2 separate regions of the Gossypium hirsutum genome follow, and region 2 is linked to region 1. The links are chromatin contacts, called in public Hi-C maps. All regions are on one chromosome and are shown on one strand. The core of a region is the stretch at or near the end of the contact, and the rest is flanking DNA. Distances in the headings are between cores, read along the strand shown. Region 1 holds the start of LOC107926985 (probable sugar phosphate/phosphate translocator At1g12500). Region 2 holds the start of LOC107930042 (YTH domain-containing protein 1).

The links. Hi-C and Micro-C count contacts between places; a contact is called where the count stands out from the background.
Region 2: a Hi-C map of leaf shows a contact between it and region 1, with 1.5 times the contacts expected there. The contact joins the promoter of LOC107930042 here to the promoter of LOC107926985 in region 1. A contact is called at or near these places in 4 of 34 Hi-C or Micro-C datasets (leaf and petal).

The regions. Positions count from the first base shown.
Region 1 is chrD08:59,842,277-59,846,243 of Gossypium_hirsutum_v2.1, reverse strand. It overlaps LOC107926985 (probable sugar phosphate/phosphate translocator At1g12500), which reads left to right and starts at 2,021. Exons shown (of 1, transcript XM_016857941.2): 1 at 2,021-3,788. The coding sequence starts at 2,417. The coding sequence ends at 3,487.
Region 2 is chrD08:60,050,061-60,054,027 of Gossypium_hirsutum_v2.1, reverse strand. It overlaps LOC107930042 (YTH domain-containing protein 1), which reads left to right and starts at 1,619. Exons shown (of 10, transcript XM_041098624.1): 1 at 1,619-1,966; 2 at 2,642-2,808; 3 at 3,648-3,841; 4 at 3,921-3,967. The coding sequence starts at 2,718.

The DNA.
Region 1 (3,967 bases), core at 772-3,271:
AAGGTCAAGGGCTAAATTTAACTAATAATAATGGTCAAATTAACAAAAGATATAAACGTTAAGGGTTAAATTTGGCACTATGTTGGCAAAATTTGGTCTTTATACTATTACAATGACATTAGTTAATTCAAATAATTAACACTCTTAATTATTTCGATTAAAATGTTAATGTGGATTTGTTCTTAAAAATATCCATTCAAACTCATCTTAGTAAAGTAATTCTTTTTGTTGAAATAATATTCTTAATAAAAATTGGTGTTTGGATTTTAATTGAAATAGTTAACAATTGTGATTATTTAGATTACTAATGAATTATAAAATTGAAATATATAGATTAAATTTAAAATGTCAACATAGCATAAGGACCAAAACTGAAATTTACCATTGTATTATAACTATATTGAAATACCTAAAATCATTATACCTCTACGCTCATTTTATCATGTGTCTTTTTCCATTGAATCGTTAAAAATTATTCAACATGTTATATGTTACGTTGTATATCAGGTTTAATTATCAACTTAATCCTTATAGTTTATAAAAATTGAGAAGTTAATTTATTGAAATTTGGTCATAATAATTTACAAAAACTAAAAAATTACTTCAACTAGATAACATTGTTAAACTTTACCACTAAATTGTTTACCTAAAAATCAATAATGTAGTAATTTGTATACAATAAATTAACAAAATTCAATGCAGCAAATTAACTAATATCAACTATTCAAGTTCATGTGCTTACTAATAATTGGTCTAACCTCAGTTTTCAACAATGTATGAGGATCAAATTCGATGAGCTAACTTCTTGGTTTTCGTAAATTAGAGGGATGAAATTTATAATTGAACTTAACAATTAGATCCACTTTAGTACACTTATTTTTTTTGATCCAATTTGCCACTCAAACTTAATAACCGTCTATTCTGGTTTTTAAACTTGAAAATATAAAAGTTTGACGATGTGGCACAATCTTTAAGTGTCACATCTAGTGTTTTAATAATTGATTGGTTGAGATGGCCAAACAATAATTAAATAAATAATTAAAATTTTATAAAAATCTAAAAAAAATGTTAAACTGATTCAACTTGTTTAGATGTCGATTTTTGTCCTAGTTTTTTTTTTTACAAATTTTTCAAACAGTTTTTGATTCAATCGATTCAATCCCTTTGTTCAGGCTGTTATATCAATTGATTGTTGACCCAACCAATCCGACCGACAAATCTAATATTGTTCTAGTATCACTAGTCACATCATCAAATTTTGATAAAATCCAAGTTCATGAACCAAAATGGATCTAGTGACTAAGTTCAAGTACCAAAAAAGTATAAGTATCAAAGTCAATCTAGTTGTCAAGTTCAGGGGTCAAATTTTATATTATCCCTTTAAAAATTTATATCGAGAATGAATCTAGACAAACAAATTTTTAATTTCATTATGGATATGAAATTTCAAATATTTTTTTATTTTTATTTCTATTTATAATATTTGTCCAAGTTTATTTTGAACTTGAAATTTAAAATATAATATTTTTAAATTTTATAAATTTTTTATTTTTGCTCACGTGGTGATATCATGTCAACAATTGTTACTAACATAGACCACCACCTTAGCATCATGGCTAGCTCAATGATCGTTAACAGTCATGTAAGGAAACTAATGGCCGATGACGGAAATAATTGGTCAAGAGGCCTAATTGATGAAAAATTTAATGTTTAAGGATTCAGTTGAGTACGTTTTTTCAGTGACTTAATTAATTATTTTTTAAATTAAGGAATTGTAGAACCCTTTAACCTTTATTTTTTGTATTCCCCATCTCAATAAAATTGTTACATATTGAATTCTACTGGTAAGATTTTTTCAAATTTTGGCATTTTATTTTTAAAAATTAATTATGGATAAAAACTGAAAAAAAATAAATTATGAGTAAAATAATTTTAAAATATATTTTTATTAAATTTAATTAATTAAAAAAATTAGATGGGATGGAAGAAGTGTTATATAAAAAGAAAAAAAAACGGGAGCCGGTAATAAGTTTGAAGTAAAGATAAAAAATAATAAAATATGAGAAATGTGGTCAGATTCAGACAAGAGTCTTGCAAGCGAATCCATCATCAGCACTCTCCAACCTGCTTTCACGAGGATATCTAATCTAAACTAATATTACTTTTATGTTTTTATTTTATTCCCCCCATTACCCTTCCTTCCCATCCAACGCTTCCTATTTCTCCATTTTCTCAAATCTAATTATTCACCGTCCGATCAGATCACCTCAACGAACATATCTTCCTCAACATTCCCTTCCCTCCTTCAGATCTAACCAGCTAAGTAACACAGAGGGAAAGAAAAAATCATTCTTTTCTCATTTTTGAGACTTTGGCTCAAAGCTACCATCTTTACTGTCACTCCCGAAGGACTCAAATGGTAGAGGCGCAAACATGGACTACAAGGAGGATGAGCAACCCAAGATTGGAATCAACCGCCACTGCCGACCACCAACTTTTGGACATCCCGGCTACCCCAACAGCTGAGGTGAGAAACGGCATCTACAGCGTTGGATCACATCTCTCTCCTAATCTCTTAACGGCACTGATCATTGCTTCATGGTTCATGTCCAACATTGGGGTCCTTTTACTCAACAAGTATCTCCTCAGCTTTTATGGCTACCGTTATCCAATCTTTCTCACCATGCTCCACATGATCTCATGTGCTTGTTACAGTTACGTAGCCATAAACTTTCTTGAAATAGTTCCAAGGCAACATATTTTGTCGAGGAAGCAGTTTTTCAAAATATTTGCTTTGAGTGCCATTTTTTGTTTCTCCGTCGTGTGTGGGAACACTTCTTTAAGGTACATTCCAGTGTCGTTTAACCAAGCTATTGGCGCCACGACCCCTTTTTTCACTGCAATTTTCGCTTTCTTAATCACTTGCAAGAAGGAATCTGCTGAGGTTTATTGTGCACTTTTGCCTGTGGTTTTTGGGATTGTGTTGGCTAGTAACAGTGAGCCTTTGTTTAACCTGTTTGGGTTCTTGGTTTGTGTTGGTTCTACTGCTGGTCGTGCTTTAAAGTCTGTAGTTCAAGGGATCTTGTTAACTAGTGAAGCTGAGAAGCTACATTCCATGAACTTGCTGCTGTATATGGCTCCTATGGCAGCAATGATTTTGTTACCGTTTACTCTATATATTGAAGGAAATGTTGCAAGAATCACACTTGAGAAAGCCAAGACTGATTCTTTCATTGTTTTCTTGTTGGTTGGGAATGCTACGGTGGCTTATTTGGTGAACTTAACAAATTTTTTGGTTACCAAACATACGAGTGCCCTTACTTTGCAGGTTTTGGGCAATGCCAAAGCCGCGTTAGCAGCGATCGTGTCGGTTATGATCTTCAAGAATCCGGTGACCGTGATGGGGATGGCTGGATTCGCTGTTACAATAATGGGAGTTGTGCTTTACAGCGAAGCAAAGAAAAGATCTAAGGTCACTACACACTGACAATAAGGTCACAAACATGGGTGCGACTCCTTTTTTATTCTTCATTATAATTTCTTGCTTTTGATTAGATTTAATGGAAGGAAAAAATGAAATTTGTGATTGGAATTGTATAGGAAGAATTGAGAAATAAAAAGGGAAAAAAGGGTTAGATGCTCTTTTTTTTCTTTTGTTATTGGGGGTGGTTTAAGAGAATAAAATTCTCTTTTTCACTTTTTCCCCTGTTTGTAATCTTATAGTATGCTTTTGCTACGTTGATATGGACAGATAAAATTAAAAAAAAAAAAAAACCTCTATTCAAACATTTGTTATATTTGGGAGAAAAAGTTCTCCTACTTCTTTATGTTGGATTATTATTGACTTCAATCTTCTGTTCATGCCATACTCATTTGCTTAGCAGCTTAAATCTATGCATGATTCACATTCTTCAGCCTTATATCTGAGTTTGTATGAACTTTCATCTTTGTAGATTGTGATTTATAA
Region 2 (3,967 bases), core at 370-2,869, 210 kb before region 1:
ATTTTCAAATTTTGAAGAAATGACCCACTTTTTGCAAGATTTTCTTTTCTGGGTCTTTTCCAAATTTATTCAACTCCCTTGCTGGTTCAATCAATATAATGGGTCAAATTTTTTTCCTTTTTATTAATTTGGGTCTGAAAGAAATTTTATCTGTCTTTGTTTTTGGGTGTTTTAGTGAAGTTGAGATTTATCTATTTGGTGTTTCAATGGTGGAAGGTTACAGAAGAATATAGCCAAGAAGAAGAAGAAGAAGAGCAAAGACATGGTGTTTCAATGGCAAAGAATCAAACCCGCCAAATTAAGCAAAGAAGACTTTTTGTTTTTTATAGTCTCTTCTTCTTCTCCTTTGTTATTAAGGGTTTTTTTTTCAATTTCTTCTTAAATTGGGTGGGTTTCCATTGTGGACATCCAACGTGACAAGTTAACTGGCCACATCAGCAGTTAACTTGCCATATCAGTGGTCCGGTAAGACACTAACGGAAACTATTAATCGGTGACTATTTTGTCACTTTTTTATAACGTTAGTGTCTATTTTGTTATTTTTCAAAAGTTGAGTGACTAAAATGAAACCTAGGTGGTTGTTTTGTTACCTACCTCAAAGTTGAGTGACTGTTGGTGTAATTTACCCTTAATTTAATGCTAAAATGTGTAATAAGTATATTTATTCTTCATAAATTTAAAATTTAATTTTTTATTTTTATTTTGAAATTTTTAATTTTTTTGTTTGAGATATTTTTAAATTTAAATCTAGCCGTTAACATGTTAAAATTATTTTGTTAAATTTAGATTCATTGCGACTAAACTTGTCCATTAGTTAGGTGAGCTAACTTAGGTTGGACTTAGACAAAGTTTTCTATGTTGTGGGTCAACTTGACTCGAATTCAATCATTAATTTTTAAACAGTGAAACAGGCTTTTTGGTTGGGTCGGGTAGAAAAAGGGCTTGGACTTAAGAATTGGGCTGTGGCCCAAGTCATGGATAAGTCTAATTACAACATTTTTCAATTATATTACTACTAAGTATCTTTATTTAAATTTTAAAATGCAACACTAGTAAATTTAACAAAAAGAATAATAGTGTTAACAATTAAACTTGAATTTTGAAATCTGAAAAATAGCGATAGGGAGAGCAATTTTCAAGTTTAATCGAAAAATTAGTTCACTCGATTTTTTTGGTTTCAGTTTAGTCAGATGGAGCGGGTTGGTCGGTTTTGATCTTGGTTTAATCGGTTAATTCAATCGGTCATTAATTTTTAAATCCCGTAATTGAACCGATCAAACAAATAGACTTATTTTATATTATTTTTAAATTATTTAAAATATATTTATATTTTATAATACAAAATAAATATCTAACCATATAAACCCAATCTAATAACTCAATATCAGTTAATCAAAATAATCGACCGAATCAAAATTGATTTGAAATCGGTTTTCTTAACTAAAATCAATTAAATCAATTTTTGATTAAATCAATTCCAAAAAGATATCAACCGATTAAACTGTTTGCCCCAAGTGCATGGCTGAGGCCTCAGGGCAATGACAGCCCAAATATAGAACCTGGAACTGAGAAGGCCCAGTTAAAATCTAATTTGCGCTCATTGTCTGAGATTCACGAACACACGTAACATTGTCCGATCTGTCCACCTTCAGCCGAAACCAACCTAAAGCAGCTGCTGGATCGCCAATCTCAAGACCCGCAAATGGAAAAAAAATAAAGAGCTAAAGTTACCTATACTCGGCGTATAATTTGGAAGGTTCAATTCCAAGAAATGAAAATCGAAAAAAAAAAAGAAAAACAAAAAAGGGAAACAAAAGTTAGGGTTCATTTACTACAGGCAAGGCCAAGACACTAATACATAGCCAATCACTTGGGACTTCCACTTCCACTTCCACTTCAACTTCAACTTCAACTTCAACTTCAACACTCCTGTTTTGCTTTCTGTTTGGTTTTCCCTCTTAAACAGGTACTCGCTTTCACTTCTTTCTTTTCTCTTATTTTCTTTTCCGCTTTACCTCCTGCTTGGTTGCTGAGAAACAATAGTAGAACGAAAATGGGAGGAATTCCTTTACATAATTAGTGAATTGTTTTCTGAAATTTCCCTAATGTTGAATATGAACTTTACAAAATTCATTTCGCCTATGAATATAAGGAATTGGCTATAATTTATCTTAGTATTAATTCTTTTATTTATTCATGAGAATTTATTTGTTATGCGTTCGGCCCTAATGGTATACTAAAAAATTAAATGGACGAATAGAATAGAATAGACTTGTGATGCAAAATACATTTCCAAACATTCTCCTTGAAAATTCTATAAATGGGATTAACAAAAAGAAACTGTATTTACTTATTAGTTATTACTGTAACTATATCCTCCTTTTTTCTTTCTTTATTTACTCAATTGCTTTTCTGTATGATTTTTTTTTTTTGGTATTCTCCATGTCTAATTTTGCTATAAGGTAACTTGGAGTAATAGTTCATGTTTAGCCTAGAAAAGTTGTGTTTTCTTTTACTTTTAATACTTCTTTCCTTCTGCCCAAAGTCCATATCCGGTTATTGCTGCTGATGGTAGAGATTCTGGATACTGATCACTGTTTATTTTGAATTGGATTGCTAAATATATATATTTCAAATACAGTTGCGTTGTCTTGCCGCAGAGTCTGGCTTGATTTCTTTTTCATTAATCTGCATTGTGATTGGAGGTGAATAAGGATATGTCTTCTGATACTGCAAGAGAAAATGCATCTGTAGTTGATTCATCGGTGACTGAATGGAAAAATGACATGGGAAATTCAGATGATTTAGGTAAAATTATGGCGCATCTTCTTCTTGTTTAAGACATCATTATATGTTTCTACCTTTAATTGATCTGAAATTCATCTTTCCCATGTATATGTTTGCATCTTATGTTGAACATGATTTTAGTTCATTGGTTGTAGGCCTAGAATTATTTTAAGACAAGAAAAAGAAGTTTTATGATCTCCCTCTCTCTTTAACTTGCTCAGAACCTACATATCGCACTTTGGGACACATAATTTTGAAGTCCTATTATGCTATAAATAATGAGAGCAGTTATTGTTTATCAGGTTTTGAATATGTGTACGAGTTGTAGCCCCCTATATTTGCATTATTGGTTCTATCATGGCTGTATGATCATAACTATATTTTCTTGCATGTGAATCCATAAGAAGTGATCCCTTTTTTTCATTGGATTGGCTAATGGTTGTGTAAAGATAAGACGTTAAACAGGAAACAAGTAGCATAGAGATCCAGCTTTGTTGAAATCTTTTCACGTCACTTTGTGATACAGTATTTAGGAAAGTATACATTGTCAATGGAGTTATAAACTACTTAGTCTTTTTCTTCTTAATTTTTGGTGAATTGGTTCCAGTGGCCAAGTTTTGTTACAGTCCATCTAGTTTATGCTGACATCGGCATTGAATTCTCTCTCTAATATATATACATGCATATATTCACACACTATGATAAAGTGATGAAGTGAGTTAAGATATGTACTAAAGTGCAGGATTGTGCTTTTACTGATTTTCATGTTCTTGTATTGTACAGAATCAATTACATGGTAACAGCCTCTGTTAATATGTATTTTCAAGTTTTATTCATTGTATGAATCTGGTTTATGTCAGAGAATGAGGATGGCTATCCCTTTAAGGCACAAGACCTAGAGCATTCTCATGTGGCAGACAAAAGGGGCAAATTGTGTAATAAAAGATATTTCATCATTAAGAGTTTGAACCACCAAAATATTCAACTATCAATTGACAAAGGAATTTGGGCTACTCAAGTCATGAATGAACCAATTCTAGAAGATGCTTTTCATGTAAAATCCCTCTTATTTTAATCTTATGCAATTATTTATGTCTAGATATTTTATACTGGGGGATTTTCTTGTATTGCAGAATTCCGGTTGTGTTATTTTAATATTTAGTGTCAACATGAGTGGTTT